Linked DNA regions of Mus musculus: all the other regions are linked to region 1. Evidence: chromatin contacts called from public HiChIP or PLAC-seq, Micro-C and promoter capture Hi-C data. All regions are on one chromosome and are shown on one strand. The core of a region is the stretch at or near the end of the contact, and the rest is flanking DNA. Distances in the headings are between cores, read along the strand shown.

The links. Promoter capture Hi-C pulls out the DNA fragments that hold promoters and counts their contacts. Hi-C and Micro-C count contacts between places; a contact is called where the count stands out from the background. HiChIP or PLAC-seq counts read pairs in DNA pulled down with a chosen protein or histone mark.
Region 2: an H3K27ac HiChIP or PLAC-seq map of thymic regulatory T cells shows a contact between it and region 1, with 4 times the contacts expected there. The contact joins the enhancer-like site here to the promoter of Foxo3 in region 1. A contact is called at or near these places in 1 of 39 promoter capture datasets (hippocampal neurons), 1 of 484 Hi-C or Micro-C datasets (the G1E-ER4 cell line) and 2 of 115 datasets of contacts at active chromatin or transcription factors (embryonic stem cells and thymic regulatory T cells).
Region 3: a Micro-C map of embryonic stem cells shows a contact between it and region 1, with 8 times the contacts expected there. The contact joins the promoter of Sobp here to the promoter of Foxo3 in region 1. A contact is called at or near these places in 1 of 39 promoter capture datasets (hippocampal neurons) and 1 of 484 Hi-C or Micro-C datasets (embryonic stem cells).
Region 4: a contact with region 1 is called in a promoter capture Hi-C map of hippocampal neurons, with 5 times the contacts expected there. The contact joins the enhancer-like site here to the promoter of Foxo3 in region 1. A contact is called at or near these places in 11 of 39 promoter capture datasets (the 3T3-L1 cell line, 3T3-L1-derived adipocytes, the C10 cell line and 7 more), 1 of 15 datasets of contacts at CTCF or cohesin (the NIH/3T3 cell line), 1 of 484 Hi-C or Micro-C datasets (CD4 T cells) and 14 of 115 datasets of contacts at active chromatin or transcription factors (the SCID.adh cell line, astrocytes, cardiomyocytes and 11 more).

The regions. Positions count from the first base shown.
Region 1 is chr10:42,274,517-42,278,286 of GRCm38.p6, forward strand. It overlaps Foxo3 (forkhead box O3), which reads right to left and starts at 2,179. Exons shown (of 4, transcript NM_001376967.1): 1 at 2,010-2,179; 2 at 300-1,029. The coding sequence starts at 917. It overlaps Gm38485 (a long non-coding RNA gene), which reads right to left and starts at 293. Exons shown (of 2, transcript XR_380269.1): 1 at 1-293.
Region 2 is chr10:41,287,057-41,290,826 of GRCm38.p6, forward strand. The region is part of intron 1 of Fig4 (FIG4 phosphoinositide 5-phosphatase); the gene reads right to left. Among named protein-coding and RNA genes, the nearest start is that of Fig4, 14 kb to the right of the region's middle. Within about 2 kb of position 1,910, at least 76 of the 459 cell types and tissues checked have an H3K27ac peak or open chromatin away from gene starts, as enhancers often do. A contact at or near this core is called in embryonic stem cells and thymic regulatory T cells, where this site is marked.
Region 3 is chr10:43,172,476-43,176,245 of GRCm38.p6, forward strand. Sobp (sine oculis binding protein) reads right to left here and starts at 2,055. Exons shown (of 7, transcript NM_175407.3): 1 at 1,501-2,055. The coding sequence starts at 1,596. It overlaps 9030612E09Rik (RIKEN cDNA 9030612E09 gene), which reads left to right and starts at 2,224. Exons shown (of 1, transcript NR_102361.1): 1 at 2,224-3,770.
Region 4 is chr10:41,677,256-41,681,025 of GRCm38.p6, forward strand. Ccdc162 (coiled-coil domain containing 162) reads right to left here. Exons shown (of 48, transcript NM_001358562.1): 7 at 2,961-3,099; 8 at 1,485-1,642. Among named protein-coding and RNA genes, the nearest start is that of Mir3473b, 8.4 kb to the left of the region's middle. Within about 2 kb of position 1,701, at least 78 of the 459 cell types and tissues checked have an H3K27ac peak or open chromatin away from gene starts, as enhancers often do. A contact at or near this core is called in the SCID.adh cell line, embryonic stem cells, forebrain and 1 more, where this site is marked.

The DNA of each region.
Region 1 (3,770 bases), core at 929-3,428:
CCCCGCAGCCGAGGTAAGCCAGCACATACAAATGTCTTGGTCCTTCCTCCTTAGTGTCCCTTGCCCACAGCCTACTCATCTGGGCATGCCCAAAACTTGCCCAGGACCCTCCCTTCCCACTTTGAGGCCATCCCCAGGCTTCCCTCCTATAGGAGTGAAAAGAATCCCCCACCCCAAAGGCTCACAGCGAAGCTCCTCTGCCAGCCCTCTCTGGACGGCCGCAAACCGACCGCTTCGATACGCGCTTGGCGCTGCGAAGGCCTGGCAGGTCCGACCACCAGCCCCTGATAGGCACGCACCTTCCAGCCCGCAGAGCTGTTGCTGTCGCCCTTATCCTTGAAGTAGGGCACACAGCGCACCATCCACTCGTAGATCTGGGACAAAGTGAGCCGTTTGTCCGGGGAGCTCTCGATGGCGCGGGTGATCAGGTCGGCATAGGACAGGTTCCCCCAGGCATTCCGCCGCGAGGAGCATTTCCTTGGTTGCCCAGAGCCCCCAGCCGCCCCCGGCTGCGGCTGTGGCAGTGGCTGCTGAGGCTGCAGCTGCGTCGGCGTGCCCCCACTCAGAGCGCCTGCGGCGGACGCTGGCCCCGACCCGAGGTCCTGCCCTCCTGGAGCCAGCAGCATGGCCGAATCCTCGAGGAGCAGCCCGGAACCCAGCGTGCTGCTCACGCCGCCACCGATCACCATGGCCGAGCTGGCTCGGCCGCCGCCGTCCTCGTCGTCTTCATCGTCGTCCTCCTCGGGGATCATGGAGTCTGCGGCCGTCTCCCCCGAGGGCTTGGCCGGGCTCGCCTGCAGCTCCGGCCTCTGCAGGGGCCACGTACAGGAGCGTGGCCGACTCTGTGGCTCGAACTCTGGGTCCAGCTCCACTTCGAGCGGAGAGAGCGGGACCGGGGAGGCTGGTGCCTCTGCCATCTTCGCCGCCTGCCCGCCGCCCGCGGCTTGGGCTCTTGCTCTCTCCTCTCGAGCCCAGGCTGGGTGCGGCGGGGGAGGAACGGGGCACCGCGAAGGTTCGAGCTCCAGCTACCTAGGGAAGCGCGAAGAGAGAGTTGGTTATCCTGTGTTGGAGCCTAGTCCGCGGAGACTCCTCGCCCGCGGCCGCCACCTAGAACGGATAGACCTGGGGACGTGCGTCCCGCGAACCTGGCGCAGCAGACGCCGCCCCCTGGCCTGGCCGCCCGGGAGACGCGAGCGAATCGACGGCCCCGCGCGGGGCAGCCCCCTCCCCCGCTGCCGTCGCCAGAACCGCAGGTCTCTCCCGGACTAGATGGCGGGGCGGAGGGGGGAGGGGCGTCCCGGGGGAGGGGTGGCCGCGCCATTAAGTGTGGGCGGCCTCCGGACCCCAACAGCTCCGCAGTGGTCGGAGGGCGAGCGTGCGTGCGTGCGTTTGTTTATGTTTGGCTCTGGCTCGCTCAAGTGCCTCCCGCGGAGGCGCAGGGCAAGTCAGCAGAGTCCTGGGCTCTTCTCCCGCTCCCCAGCCCTGCGATCCCCCCCACCCCTCCCAGGCGAGAGGCCCCCTAGGGCTGGCGCGGGCAACTCCCGTCTTTTCCTCTCCGCCCGCGGACCAGCAGGGAGAGCGTGGGGGTCTGGGTGCAGACCTGCCAAGATCACTTCCAACAAGAGAGAGAGAGAGAGAGGGCCGACCCCGCAGGACTAAGAAGATCTGAGATGTATTTTCTTGGGGACGTGGGGCCCTCCGCCCCCTTCCAGGTCAGAAACGGGAAGGAGGAAGCAAGTGGGAACATAAATCTTCCAACAGGTCGGGAAGCGCCAAATCTCTCGGACTGCATGAAAACCCGGACCAGCACCGTTCATCACCTCCTTGCTCCCGCTGCTGCCATCTTGACAGTTCCCCCTTCCCTCAAGTCCTTTAAAGACACTAGCGGGAGAGAAGGGGGGGAGCACACCGAGTCACGGGGAGGGAAAGGGAAGCGCCTGGCCCAGCTCGGAAACAGATCCGGAGTCACTGGAAAGGCGGCCGCCCCGTTGCAAAGCTCCGGCGCCTACCTCGGCTCCTTCCCTTCAGGAACGAGGCGGGAGGGCGTACGATTCCGCGCGAGCCCAGGGCACCGCGACGAGGGGACTCTCGGGCCGCCGCCGCAGCCCGCCGGAGGAACCGCCTGTCAGCCTGTGCTGCGCCGCCGCCTTCCACATTCCTCCTCCTCCCTTCCACGAGCAGGGCGGCCGCGGCAGCAGCACAAAGTTATAGCCACTCACAGGGAGCCTCAACCTAGGATGACGGCGGGGCGGGTCCCCGCCCAGGGGGAGGGCTGGGGCGGGGGCCGGGAGGGCTGCTGTGCGTGCGTGTGGGAGTGCGCGTGTGTGCGCCCTCGCGCCTGCGCGGGGCTGCGGGAATGGGGGCGGGCGCGCGCGGGTCGGGACTCGGCCGGCTCCGCAGCCCTCCCGGTTGGGGTCCCGCGCTCTCCTGGGGACCTCAGCGGCCACGCTGGCCCGGGACGGGAGGCCAGGTCAGACAACACACCACTGCGCGCCGCCCCGCGCTCTCAGCCTTGGGCCCTGCGTTTGGCTCGTGGGCCCGTGGCCTGCCCGTGGGTGCGTGGGGTCGGAGCCCGCCCCAGTATCGGGTTCCTTATTAGAACCTGACACCAGGGAACACCCGGGTTAAGCCGGCAGCCGCAGGTGACAAGGGTTACCTGGGCGTGGAAACACTGGCCGGCGAAGATCGCGCCGAAAGGTGTGTCACTGGACCCTCACCTGGGACACCCGGCGACAGTCGTGCTTCGCTTTTCACGGATTTTAAGGCTAAGTGGGAAAAGTGCAACTCAGGAAGAAAAGTGCAGTGCGCCCCAGTCCTGAACGCAGGAGCAGAAGATAGCTAACTGGAAGCGGGCAACAGTTTTCTTATGCTAAAGCAGCTGATTACGTGCTTGACTTTTCTAAGTCTATAGACTTCAGATCGCACCTTCACAATCCCTTATCCCACGATCCGTGCCTCCCGGCCGTACTGTGTGCTTTTCTGCGCCACACGCGACATGCATACCAAAAGTCTACCATGCATTCTGGTTCATACGTATCTTTCCAAACAAAACCCTCTCGGTCTCTGCAGCTAAAGTCTGGGCTCCGCAACAACCCAATACCCCAAAAGAGCCAGCCTAAAAGAGCCTGCAGAGGCCGCCCACCCCGGAACTCCGGCCTCCAGGCTTTACGCGTGATCCGTCACTCAAGTGACGTGAGGCCCCCGCCCCTGCACCAAGCTAGTTCGACGCGTACAAACAGATGATGTCATTGTCTCTACACGCGCGTGACCCCGGAGCCCTGCGCCGCATCGCCATTCGCTGCGCGGCTTCCTCGTCAAGCCACGCCGAGCGCTGACTGGCCGCCGCCGCCAGTCTCTGGGCTCCAGACGCCTCTCGCTCCTCTTCGCCCCCGCCCCCAGCAAATAATAAACAATCGAGTAAAATTGCAAGGACAGAGGGGAGGGAGAGCGAAGGCGCGCTGAGTGGCAGCCTTCGCCGCGCAGACAGCGGGAGGACTAGAGGAGGACTGTGCAGGGAGGAGGGAAAGGAGGTAGGGAGCGGATCTGAGCCGCACGCTCTATCAGGGCGAGAAACTTTGAGAACCTCGGCGAGGCCAGCTTGCTAGCACGGCGGGCTCTAGGACCCCAGGGCCCTGGCGAGACGGGAGGGGCGGAGCCTGGTTGCGCAAAGCCCGTGGGCGGAGCCCGGCGGCACGTGCGGGAGGAGGGGGCGCGTTGCACGGGCTCGCCCGGGACGCGCAGCCCCGGCGGCTGGCGCGCTTGTTTACCAG
Region 2 (3,770 bases), core at 660-3,159, 990 kb before region 1:
AATGGCGGATCTGTCAGGATTCGGCACCGGAGGATTTAGATTTAATAAGGCTTACAAGATTAGGATTTTAGTTGTTGCGCCCAGTGAGTGAGTTACTGTTGTTTGTATTTGTGTTGTGTTTTCTTTCACACAGCAGATCATCAGGGTTCCAGAGAGAAAAGTATGGCGGCAAAGCGTGGGTTTGCCTGATGTGTACCACAAAGGCCGTGGGGGATTGGAAGCATGGGGTTGGTGTGGTAAGGACCCACCAGTGGGAACCCAGCAAGCTGGGTAAAGAGATTTTGGTGCTTTGAGTCAGAGTCTCCATGAGATAAAGACCGTCCGGCTACTGCCGGCCAGGCCACCAGGGCAGAGAGTTGCCGGCACAAACACAGCAACATGACAGTTTCATTTTTTGATATTTCCCACAACAATCCTTTTTTTAAACATAAAGTTCATAAGCAAAACTAAGTGGACTGCTTTATTTTTGGGTAGTGCTAAGAATCAGACCAAGAGCCCCATACATGCTAAGCACACACTCTGCCAAGCTATCTCCTTAATTCAATTATTCTTAAATTACTTTAAAGAAGATAAGTAAAATCTCATTATCAAAAGTAAATACTGTAAAGATATTTTGCTTAAACATGTCCTTTAAAAAGTAATATTTTTGAAATGTAAATAAATAAAATAACCCATTTAAAAAAAGTGAGAAGATACTGCCATAGTCAGCCAGCATTTTACCATGTCACCGGTTACGCAATGTGCAGATGTAAACCAACTAAACACTACATACAGCTGTCTGCTGGACAATGTCAAAGGTCAAGCTGGAAAGCATCCGCCATTGGAAGCCAAAGCAGATGAGACTGAAGAAGGAGCTGGAGCTGTATACAATGATGGAAGAGTCTAGCATTTGGACTTCAAGAATGAGTACAATTCTAAGAAATAACAGTATGCAGAATTCTGTTACAATGTTTTCTATCTAAATCTGTAGGATAAATAAAACTCACTGAAGCTTTTACTAAGTGTACATGTGTCACATAATAATACAGCAATAATAACATCTTGTTAAAGATGTTCCTCATGTTCCATGGGGACATAAGATTGCATTGTCTAATAGCAACATAACTATGTCTTAGTTTGGGTAAGTGGTTTTTTTTTTATTATGTTTGCAGTGAAACTCATCTAACGACACATTTCTCAGAATGTATCCTGTTGCTAAGCAACAATGACTTTGTTTATAAAGGTCTGATCTACCCACAGGTTATGAAAAACAAACCTATATGCTGGCTGATACCAGTTAGAAGATAACTAGCTGAAGTGCTTAGCCCCTGGTATCCTAGAATAGGCAGGGTTTCCTTGACACTGTCAGTAGTAAGGAGGTAGGAATAAAGTGATTTTAATAACAATTAGAAAACAAAGTTGGGGAATGCAGTAACAGGACTCTAGGCACTGGGGGAACAGCCAGACAGAGAGGGAAACTGAGGGAAAGAAACTCAGAATGTCAGCCACGAGCCCCAACTCACTGCCTAGAGGAGGGGGTGACCAATCTGATAAAACAGCCAACCAAATAAATTAGAAAGAATGGTTTGCAAGCTATTTATTCTTGTTACCAGAAAGGGAGCCACCTTACTGAGGTCATGATGATAAAGAACGCCCAGGAGAGCGACTAGCAAGAAAAGGCACGAAAGGGATTGTTATGTTCATAGCAAAAACAAGATGAAGCCAGAAGATGCTCACAGAGCCCCTAACACACTGAGCAGAGTGTTCCCTTGCAGATAGCAGACCCTCACAGGGAGAGCAGGCCCTCACTGCAGGCCCTACATAGAGAAGACCCTCACAGGCAGCAGGCTCTCACAGGGAGAGCAGGGAGAGTGGGCCCTAACAGGGACGGGAAGTCATGTGACTATCCACAGGCTCTGCCCTCAGAAATGGTCCCTTAAAAGAATTTGTGCGGAGAATAGCGCCCTCGTGTGGAGACTGCTCTGAGGCTTTGACCGGCGTGGGGACGGTGAGAATCACTGTCTACACTGCCCTCTGATGGCTAGCCAAAATCCACTCTAGTACTAATTTGATTTTTTTAATTTAAAAAAGAGAGGTAATTTTTCCAGAAAGAGCTGTTCCCACTCAGTCCCGTGTTCTTCTTGTTGAATACAGCAATTCTGTGGCCACGCAAACTCACACTGTGGCATACTGGATAACACCACTCAAGACGGATCTCCCCACGGGAGGAAGCAGAAGAATAACTGCAAATGGAAAGGCTTACCCAAGAAGAGAAACGATTTACATGAATGAGCCTCCAGCAGAAACAGATTGGGGTCCCATGGACCCCAGAGTACTAGAAGATAAAAGAACGACCGGGAGTGGTGGCGCACGCCTTTAATCCCAGCACTTGGGAGGCAGCGGCAGACGGATTTCTGAGTTCGAAGCCAGCCAAGACTACACAGAGAAACCCTGTCTCGAAAAACCAAAAAAATTTAAAAAAATAAAATAAAAATAAAAGAAGACATCACTCTCATCCCTCCACAAAAAAAAAAGAAACCAAACAAAAAAAAAACAAAAACAAACACAAAGTCGGCACATGTTTCTGAAGAAAAAAAAGCAAGATTCAAACTAAAAACCAAGACTAAGATGACATACCTTGTCTTGCCAGTTATTGTTGTCATTTACGGGGTTCACAGCTGGTTAGACAATGGTGACCCCCACCCCACCACACCTCTAGTAGCCTACACAGTACTTTCTACTGCTATGAAAGCCAGCCAGCAGGGGAGAGCTTACTGCTCAGAACCAACTTGACTTTTTCTATGTTCTGTGACCAATGTGTGTGCTGTCTTCCCTCAGCGACAGGGTCTAACCAACAAGTTCTGCTGAACAGAAGGAAAAATCCTGCACTGAGGGGTCTGCAGCCAGCTCTGACCAACAGCTCTGGGGACCCAATACCTGCCGCTCTGCTTAGTTGGCAACTTAGGGATTCTGAGAGGAACAGATAACTGTATAAGATAACTCCAATTAAATGCATATATATTTATATTCTTGATTCGTATATAACTATATAACTATATATATTTCATATACATATCTTATAAAATAGATTTTATACAGCTTTTTCAAACATCCTTAGAGTTATTGATCCCTCTCCTCACTTCCTGCTCACCCCTACCCTCCCACCCCTCTCCATATGCCATGGCTGCAATAGTGGCAAGAATGGGGTAACCCACTGCTGTCTGGCTCGATTGCTGTAGATCTGGCCCAGAACCCACGGTTGAAGAGCTCACACTCACCAGCGGTAGACCTACGACTATTTTTCTGGAGAATAATTAATAAATAATTAATAATAAACGGACACAGTATCAAACCGTCCTTTAGTCTTAGCTCTGTTCACACAGATGAGGCTAGCTCTCAATCACACCAGAGAAGTTTCACTTTGCAGTAGACATTAGCTAATGAAGAAACTTACAACTGGGACACCTGTAGCAACAGGTACACACAGTTCAAGGACCATGATGGAAGAAGGGGCAGAAAGATTCTAGAAAGAGTTAGAAGGCAGGGAGCATCAGAGCAATAATGTCTTCAGGACATGATAGGACTCCTGTTCTCAAGACCTAGCAGCTATGGCTGCCTATACAAAACAAGATCAAGCCAGTCAGCACCGGAGTATGGCCGGGAGGGGGACCATGAGCCCTCACCCCTAACTGAGAAGCTATGGACAATCAATGGCTTCTGGGGAAAGAAGAGTCCGGTTTTTTAAGGGCATGAGCTCTGGCAAACCAACCACACTTCAGTAGATGTCTCCA
Region 3 (3,770 bases), core at 805-3,304, 900 kb after region 1:
ACAGATCTCTTTCTTTTCTTTTTCTTTTATAAACTGTCTATCATTAGAATCAATAGTGGTTTCTGTTACAGGGAATGGTATTAATTTCCAAGGCAAAGCTTCCTAACTTTCCCAGACGGATAACTCCTGCTTCCAGACACTAAATTCTTCACCACCACCACCTCCTCCCAAAATAAAAGCCCTACTTCCAAAGCGTGGAATACAAGTAAAACTCCCGGGAGAGAGGCAAAGCTAGGAACATACACCTAGTTTCACAAACACCTAAGATGTGTGTCTGTTTGCCCCTTCTAAACGTGGGCTTTCTCGCAGCACCCTCACCAAATACGCTTGCTATAACCAAGAAGATGCCCAAGCCGCAATAACAGTGAATTAGTCCCATACCATTTTAACCAGTTTGCCTTTCAAATACAAACTTAACCAAAGCTGACCAAGTCACCTGACTGTATTGAAGATTCCATGCAGACAGAAGTGGAGAACGCCAAGAAACGCGAAAAACAAGCCTTACATATTTTAATATCATAGAAACAAATCTATGTACGTAAAGTGATTTCTTTTTCAAATCAAGAAACTCATAATGCACACACAAGATAAAATCCTCGCCAGGCAAAACACACAACTTTGAGGAAAATAAAGAAGTGGGGGTGACAGAAGAGTCCAGGCTGAGCCGTGTTCTTGGGTTTCTACGCGAACAGCTGGAGCGCCAGGAGGCTGCGCTCGCCACCTCTGGAGCACCGCTGGCCTGGCAGGGCGCCCGGCCTCGCAGAGAGGACTCGGGGCTGGCCTTCGCGAACAATGGGCAGGCGGCAGCGGAGGCCGCCCCTCAGACAGCTGGCTTTCAGCCGGGCTTGCCGGGTCTGCTAACTGGAAAGTGAGGCGTGCAGAGGCGAGCGGGAGACCCGGGGCAGAAGCAGAGAGGAGCGGCCGGGGACGGCGAGGCGAGCCCGCTGGCTGCAGCGTCCCTGACCCGCGCCGCTCCGGCCCAAGCCTCCGCCACTGACAGCTACACCGCCGCAGCCGGCGAGTTGGAGCAAAGCGGGATCACCGAGCCTGGGGATGGACCGGGAAGAGGGGTGGAATCCAGGTATCCCGGGTGCCCCGGTCCGGCAGCTCTTAACTTTGGAGGGGTCCGGAGATTCATTTCCGAAAAAGGGAGAAATACTACACCGACCATCAGGAAAGCCACTGCACCATGCTCACTCGCCACTGGGGTTCAGTGCCCTCGCCCGGCAACATCTGTACCAGTCTAGGGTTTGTGAGGTTAAATAGTATCCCCCCCCCCTCGCCCCCATCAAATCTGAGGTTGGCAGACTTCGGAGATGCAGCCCATGAGTTGGCCTCGGTTTTGCACCTGGAGGGGGAGCTGAGGCGTCCCAGGGACCCAGCAGAAACTGACAAGCGCGCCCCTGTCCCCCCCCCCCCCCCCCGCAGCCTACACAACAGCCCGAAGGGAGCGGACGGAATAAAGAGCTCGGTCTCCCCGGCCTCCGAGTCCGAAAATACCTTCATCTCCTCGTTGATCTCCCTCTTCACAGGGTGAGCGGGTTTCCGGCTTCTTTTATTTTCCGGAGGTCTCCCTTCTTTCTCCATTTCTGCCATGTTTTTGTGTCTGGTTTCTGTGGAGATGAAATGGCTGCTGCCGCCGCCGGCGGTGGTGGTGGTGGCGGTGGCGGTGGCGGAGGTGGAGGTGGTGCTGATGGTGGCAACGCTGGCGGAGGTAGCGGTGCTAGCGGGTCCGGGGCTGGGGGTGGGGGTGGAACAGGCGAGGGAGGAGCGGGGTCTCTTCTAGCGGCGGAGACCGTCAGTGGCCGTCACGGGGAAGGGTAGCCCGGGGAGTCTCGGGGATGCCGCCGCCGCCGCTCCTACCGTCGCCGCCGCCGCTCCTGCTGCCGCCGCTGCCGGTGCCGCCGCCGCCGCTCCCGCTCCCGCCGCCGCCGGGCTGCATCCTCGGGGCCCGAAGGAGTCGTCAGCCATCTTCCTGAGCTCTGTCTGTCCGCATGGGCGAGAGGAGCGCCGGCCACGGCGGAGACAGCTGCTCTGGGCGTGCGTGCGTGGATCTGTGTGTGCGCCCGGGAGAGCGCGCCAGCCCCGGCGCCCAGCGCCTCCCGCGAGCCGAGCCGCGGGCGGAGGGAGGGACTGAGCGGGGAGGGGTCCGAGGGAGGGGAGGCTGGGGGTGGGGGGGACAAGGCCAGCCCCCCGCTCGCGAGCGGGCGTGGCTTCCCGGTCGTTGTAGACGCGGATGCTGCGCGGCTCCGGGGGCTGCTGGCGGCCGCCTGCTCCTGGGCGGCGGGCACCGGCCCTACTCGGAGCCGCCACCTCCCCGCGACGACCCCTCCTGCTCCCGAGCTCCGTGACGTGGGCTCCGGTGGGCTCAGAGTTGGCTTCTGAGGATGACCTAGAGGCCGCTGAGGCAAAACATAGCGGGGTGAAGGGTGGAGGTGGAGCGCTGAAAGGGCGCAGGGACCTGAAGGCAGAGCGAGAACTCGGCTCCGGGGTTGCAGCGCCCGGGAGCGGAGGGAAACACAGACCGGACCCACCGCTCAGGCACCAGTGTCCTGCTCCGAAGACTACGGCAGGCTGTGTGGAGGCTGAATGTCGCTTAGAGGGGTCTCCAGCACAGCGCGCCGTCAGACTGTTTGCCAGGAAGCTTTTGCCTTCCTGAGAAGGACTTCGAAGTAGGACAACTCAGCCTCCAGCTCCCTGATTTTCTTTCTCTTTCTGTCTCCCTTCCCCCTCTGCCCCAAACGCAAGCTTATGCTCTGTTACAAAGTAGCATCTTTACCCGGTGACCCGGCTTGCACCCTCACCGTGCCCTGTGCTTAATGGGAAGGGTTGGGCTTAGTGGGTACTGTTGTGCGCTCAGGATCCCTCCCCCCAGAAGCCCCACGCCCTCGCCACGCACGACAGGACCCTCTCCTCTCCATCAGGTTCCACACTCTTCCACCAGACTCGCATCTGCTGGTTCCAAAGCCCAGCTCATCCTCCATGCGCTCACGTGTTTCCTCTTGGGCCGCCTCTGTCCACGCCCTGGACCAAGGTCGGCTGCGCCTGTCCCTGTCTTTTGGGTTGAGGTATCAGCGTGAACCGTTTGATGAGGCTCCAGAGACAACACACAGCTCTGAAAATCTCCTACACACACTGCAAAGGAACGACACCTAGACGTTCCCAGTTCAGCTTTCCCGCGCCGCTCCACTTTGTAATTACCTGACACAATGTGATATGGGGGTGTCCATTGTTCCCCGGCTTGTTATTACGGAGTGTTCATTATGACAGTGGTGGAATTTAAAATTACACATTTTTAAGTCCTTAAGAGATAGAATGAATTCGGTGTGGGGGTATGAGTAAGCTTTTCATTAAAATCTCAGTTCGGCCTATCAAGTGGGGTTCATTCTGAGTGTTGCCTTGCCTAATTTGCATTTTAGCATGGTTTTGTCTCTTTAAGCATAGAATTACAGATATCTGGGAGCGTACTCTGCAGGGCTGAACAACCCTATGAGGCCTGTTTTTGCATTTTAGCATAATGTGTTTCGTACAAATATTTGGGAGGGTACCCTGGAAAGCATCTTCTCTTTCGTGTGCTGGGGGTGCGAGGGAAAGTACCTGTGTACCCGAAGCCATGCAGAAGGCCTGTGGGAACTTCTAAAAGCCAGCTTTTGCCTTTTAGGGGTCATAGTGAAAAGCCAGGGGGTCGTGTCAAGGATTTAAGAAAAGGGGTAGATGAAAACCAAGGAGATGTGCATCCAGCTTCAGAGCCCCAAGTCCTCTGGCTGGGT
Region 4 (3,770 bases), core at 451-2,950, 600 kb before region 1:
TCCATCCAAGTAGCTTTTAGTCTTGGTGTTTCGTCACAGCAATAGTAGGACCATTATAACTAGAACACTGAGCTACACAAAATCCTATAAGGAGGAGGAGGGGGAGGGGGAGGGGGAGGGGGAGGGGGGAGGGGGAGGGGAGGGGGAGGGGGAGGGGAGGGGGAGGGGGGGAGGCAAAGCTACACGATTTTCCAAAAATCCAGAGGAATGAGATCGCGTGGGCTTAAGGGTTACAGACCAAAAACACAGTCCTGTAAATGATGTTGGCACAAAAACAAATCCAAGTGGATCTTCATGGTCAGTATGCTATTAAGTGAGCTCCGCCCCCAGCACTGGCAGGGGGCGGGGCCAGGGAGCCACCGGTGGTGGGGATGGGGAGACAAAGTAGCAACTTCCCATCCCGAGGTCATTCAAGTCCACCCAGGTTAGATTTGAGCCTGATCAGGTCACCCAGCTGATTTTTATCTTGCAAATAATTTACAACTAGGGCTAACAAGATAGCTCACTGCTGAAACCGTTGTTGTTGTTGTTGTTGTTTTGTTGTTGTTGTTGTTTTAAGTTATAACTCTGAAGTTCTGTATCCACTGCCTCATCTTTCCCTCTGAAAGTAATTTTAATCTGGCTTCTGCTACTATGAGGTTTCCTGTTGGAAGGCAGCAGGATTTACAGTGGAAGAGGCCAGGCCTGCATCCAGCCGCATCATTCAGGACACAGTGAGTCCCAGTGGGTAGAACCTTATCCAGTATGTCAAGAATATTGCAACCAGGGCTGGTGATATGGCTCAGCGGTTAAGAGCGCCAACTGCTCTTCTAAAGGTCCTGAGTTCAAATCCCAGCAACCATATGGTGGCTCACAACCATCCGTAACGAAATCTGATGCCCTCTTCTGGAGTGTCTGAAGTCAGCTACAGTAGTGTACTTACATATAATAAATAAATAATTGAAAGGAAAAAAAGAATATTGCAACCAAAACACAAACAAAACATACTGCAGTCCCATCTCAGACTCTGGGCTGTAGATGCTTGACAACTCTCCCAGGATGTCTGTCTAACCCTGGGCACATGTATATCTTCTTCAGCCCATATCCTCCTACTGTGTCTCTAAAACCTACAGGGGGAAAAACCCAAAAGGTAAAATCCCTTAGGCTTAGCTATCATCAGGTCTTGTTCTTCTTACAGAAAGGAGGCTCTTCCCAACAGGAAGATGGCTTATTACATTGTATATTATTACTCTAGAAAAAAGCATTGGCAGAAAAAAGAAACAGCTTTGTGTCATGTGTGGCTACACACACCTAATCAAGAAACTCAAGGGGGGGGGGGGGACAGGAGTATCAGGAGTTCAAGGTCACCCTCCACTACACAGCTACTTTGAAGCCAGCCCATGCTATATGAGATCTGGTCTCAAACAAACAAACGAGAAACTTTGTAGCAAATACTAAGCCTTTCTTCCAACCTCCTGTATTTATAGTAAGAATGCATTGTGTACCGAGGAAAAGAGTCCCATCTCTTTGGCTGAGTCGCTCAGCTTTTGCACATCGTCTGGGATGTGGAAATGTGAGAGGAGGCGCCTCAGCTGAGGTTTTAGATCATCCCTGTCTGTCACGTGCTGAGGCAAGACAAACGCAGCATCTGTTCTCCCTGACCCTGAAAAATATCCAAAATCAAGAGCGCGACCAGTGAGTGGGAGGCGGCAGAGACAGCAGATGGCCTTGGAGAGAGTTGGAAGCAGGCCCTCTGCTGGTGGGGAGCCGTTTTGTTCTCCCCTGACCCTGTGCCAGGCAAGCCTGCACCTTTTTTGCCACCCAGCCCCCATAAGCTTTCCTGGGGAGGTGCAAGTACTCTCAATGATCTCACAGCCCTCAGGAGAAACCCGCTAGAGCTCCTGGGATATTCTGTATACAACGGGAATGTCACTCAAGGGCACTCGGCAGAAACCTGACCCGACTTCTCAGTTCTCCGGAACACAAAAGAAGAGCAGAGAGACCGAAATTGATCCTGACGACTAAATTCTCTGGCAGCTGTGTAACAGAAAACCTGAACCAAGTCTCAGAAATCATTTCACCGGGAAGGATTGGTATGGCAATGGGTAAACTGAGGCGTAAGGAGGTGATATGCAGGACCAGGGTGACAGAAACAGGCCTGGAAGCCAGTCCACTTGCCTCTTAACCTACTAGTTGTAAAGATGGAGACAAAATGTCTACAGTCATGGCTACTGTCTTTCATCAAAAAATATTACTATCAAATTACAACTTATTACAAAGATGTGACTTTGGCATATAGGAAGACAGTGGTCCAAACAGGCCTTTCCAGTTAGTCTTATGTCAATTCCACACAAGCTAAAGCTATCTGAAATGAGGGAACCTCAATTGAGAAAGTGCCTCCATAAGATCCAGCTATTAGTGATTAATGAGGAGGGCCTGGCCCATCGTGGATGGTGCAATCCCTGAGCAGGTGGTCCTAGGTGCTGTAAGAAAGCAGACTGAGGGGCTGGAGAGATGGCTCAGCAGTTAAGGGCACTGACTGCTCTTCCGACGGTCCTGAGTTCAAATCCCAGCAACCACATGATGGCTCATAGTCATCCATAATCAGATCTGATGCCCTCCTTTGGTGTGTCTGAAGACAGCCACAGTATACTTACATATAATGAATAAAATCTTTTTTAAAAAATGCCTTGATTTGGGTATTCCAAAATAAATAAATAAATAAAAAGAAAGCAGACTGAGCAAGCCATGGGCAGCAAGCCAGTAATCAGTGCCCCTCCGCGGCCTCTGCATCAGCTCCTGCTTCTAGGATCCTGCCTTCCCGAGTTCCTGTCCTGCCTCCAACACTGAGCAATGTGGAAGCATAAACCCTGTCCTCCCCAGCTTGCTTTGTGGTCATCATGGTTTGTTGCAGAAATAGAAACACTATGTCACAGTAATCACGGCCCCCTGCTCTACGCTAGTAAAGGCCAGGCTCTTACCTGAAACATGGGGACCCAGAGGACCAGGGGATGCAGCGTGAAGGTCAGTGACACAGGCTTTGCCATCTTCCTCACTAGATCCAGAGACTTGCTTAGCAGCTAGGCTCAGCACCCTGGAGATGGGCAGATACTGGAGTGCCTAGAGAGACAGACCCGAGCGGGCACAGGTCAGCCTAGGTTGCGACAGAGAAGGAGGGAGACAGGGCTGAAACTTCAGAAACCTTCCCCATGAGAGAGGCTGGAGCTGGGAGACCCAGCTGCCACCAACCAGGAAACACTTCCTCTTCCCCACAGTGGTCATGGACTTGAGTGGGAAAGCACAGGTGCTCAGGGTGTGAGGAGAAAGACCCAGGTTTATTTATTTATTTATTTATTTATTTTTAAAGAGCTATTTATTTATGTGAGTACTCTGTAGCTGTCTTCAGACACTCCAGAAGAGGGAGTCAGATCTCATTACAGATGGTTGTGAGCCACCATGTGGTTGCTGGGATTTGAACTCGGGACCTTCAGAACAGTCAGCGCTCTTAACAGCTGAGCCATCTCTCCAGCCCCAAGACCCAGGTTTAGGAGTGCATGGTTGTACGATCATGTGACAGAGGAGAGAAAGAAGTACAGACCACAGCGCTCGCTGGCTCTGCAGAGGGAATGGATCCGGGTGACCACCGGGTTTCTTTGGGGATCCTCTAACCTGACTTAGGGCATCACCCTCATAATTCTCACTCCATACTGTCCCCTGACCCCCTGGCTGCTTTGGCAATGCTGGGGACAGAACTCCTTCCTGGCCCTGCTCAAGCTATGGTGCATATTCTA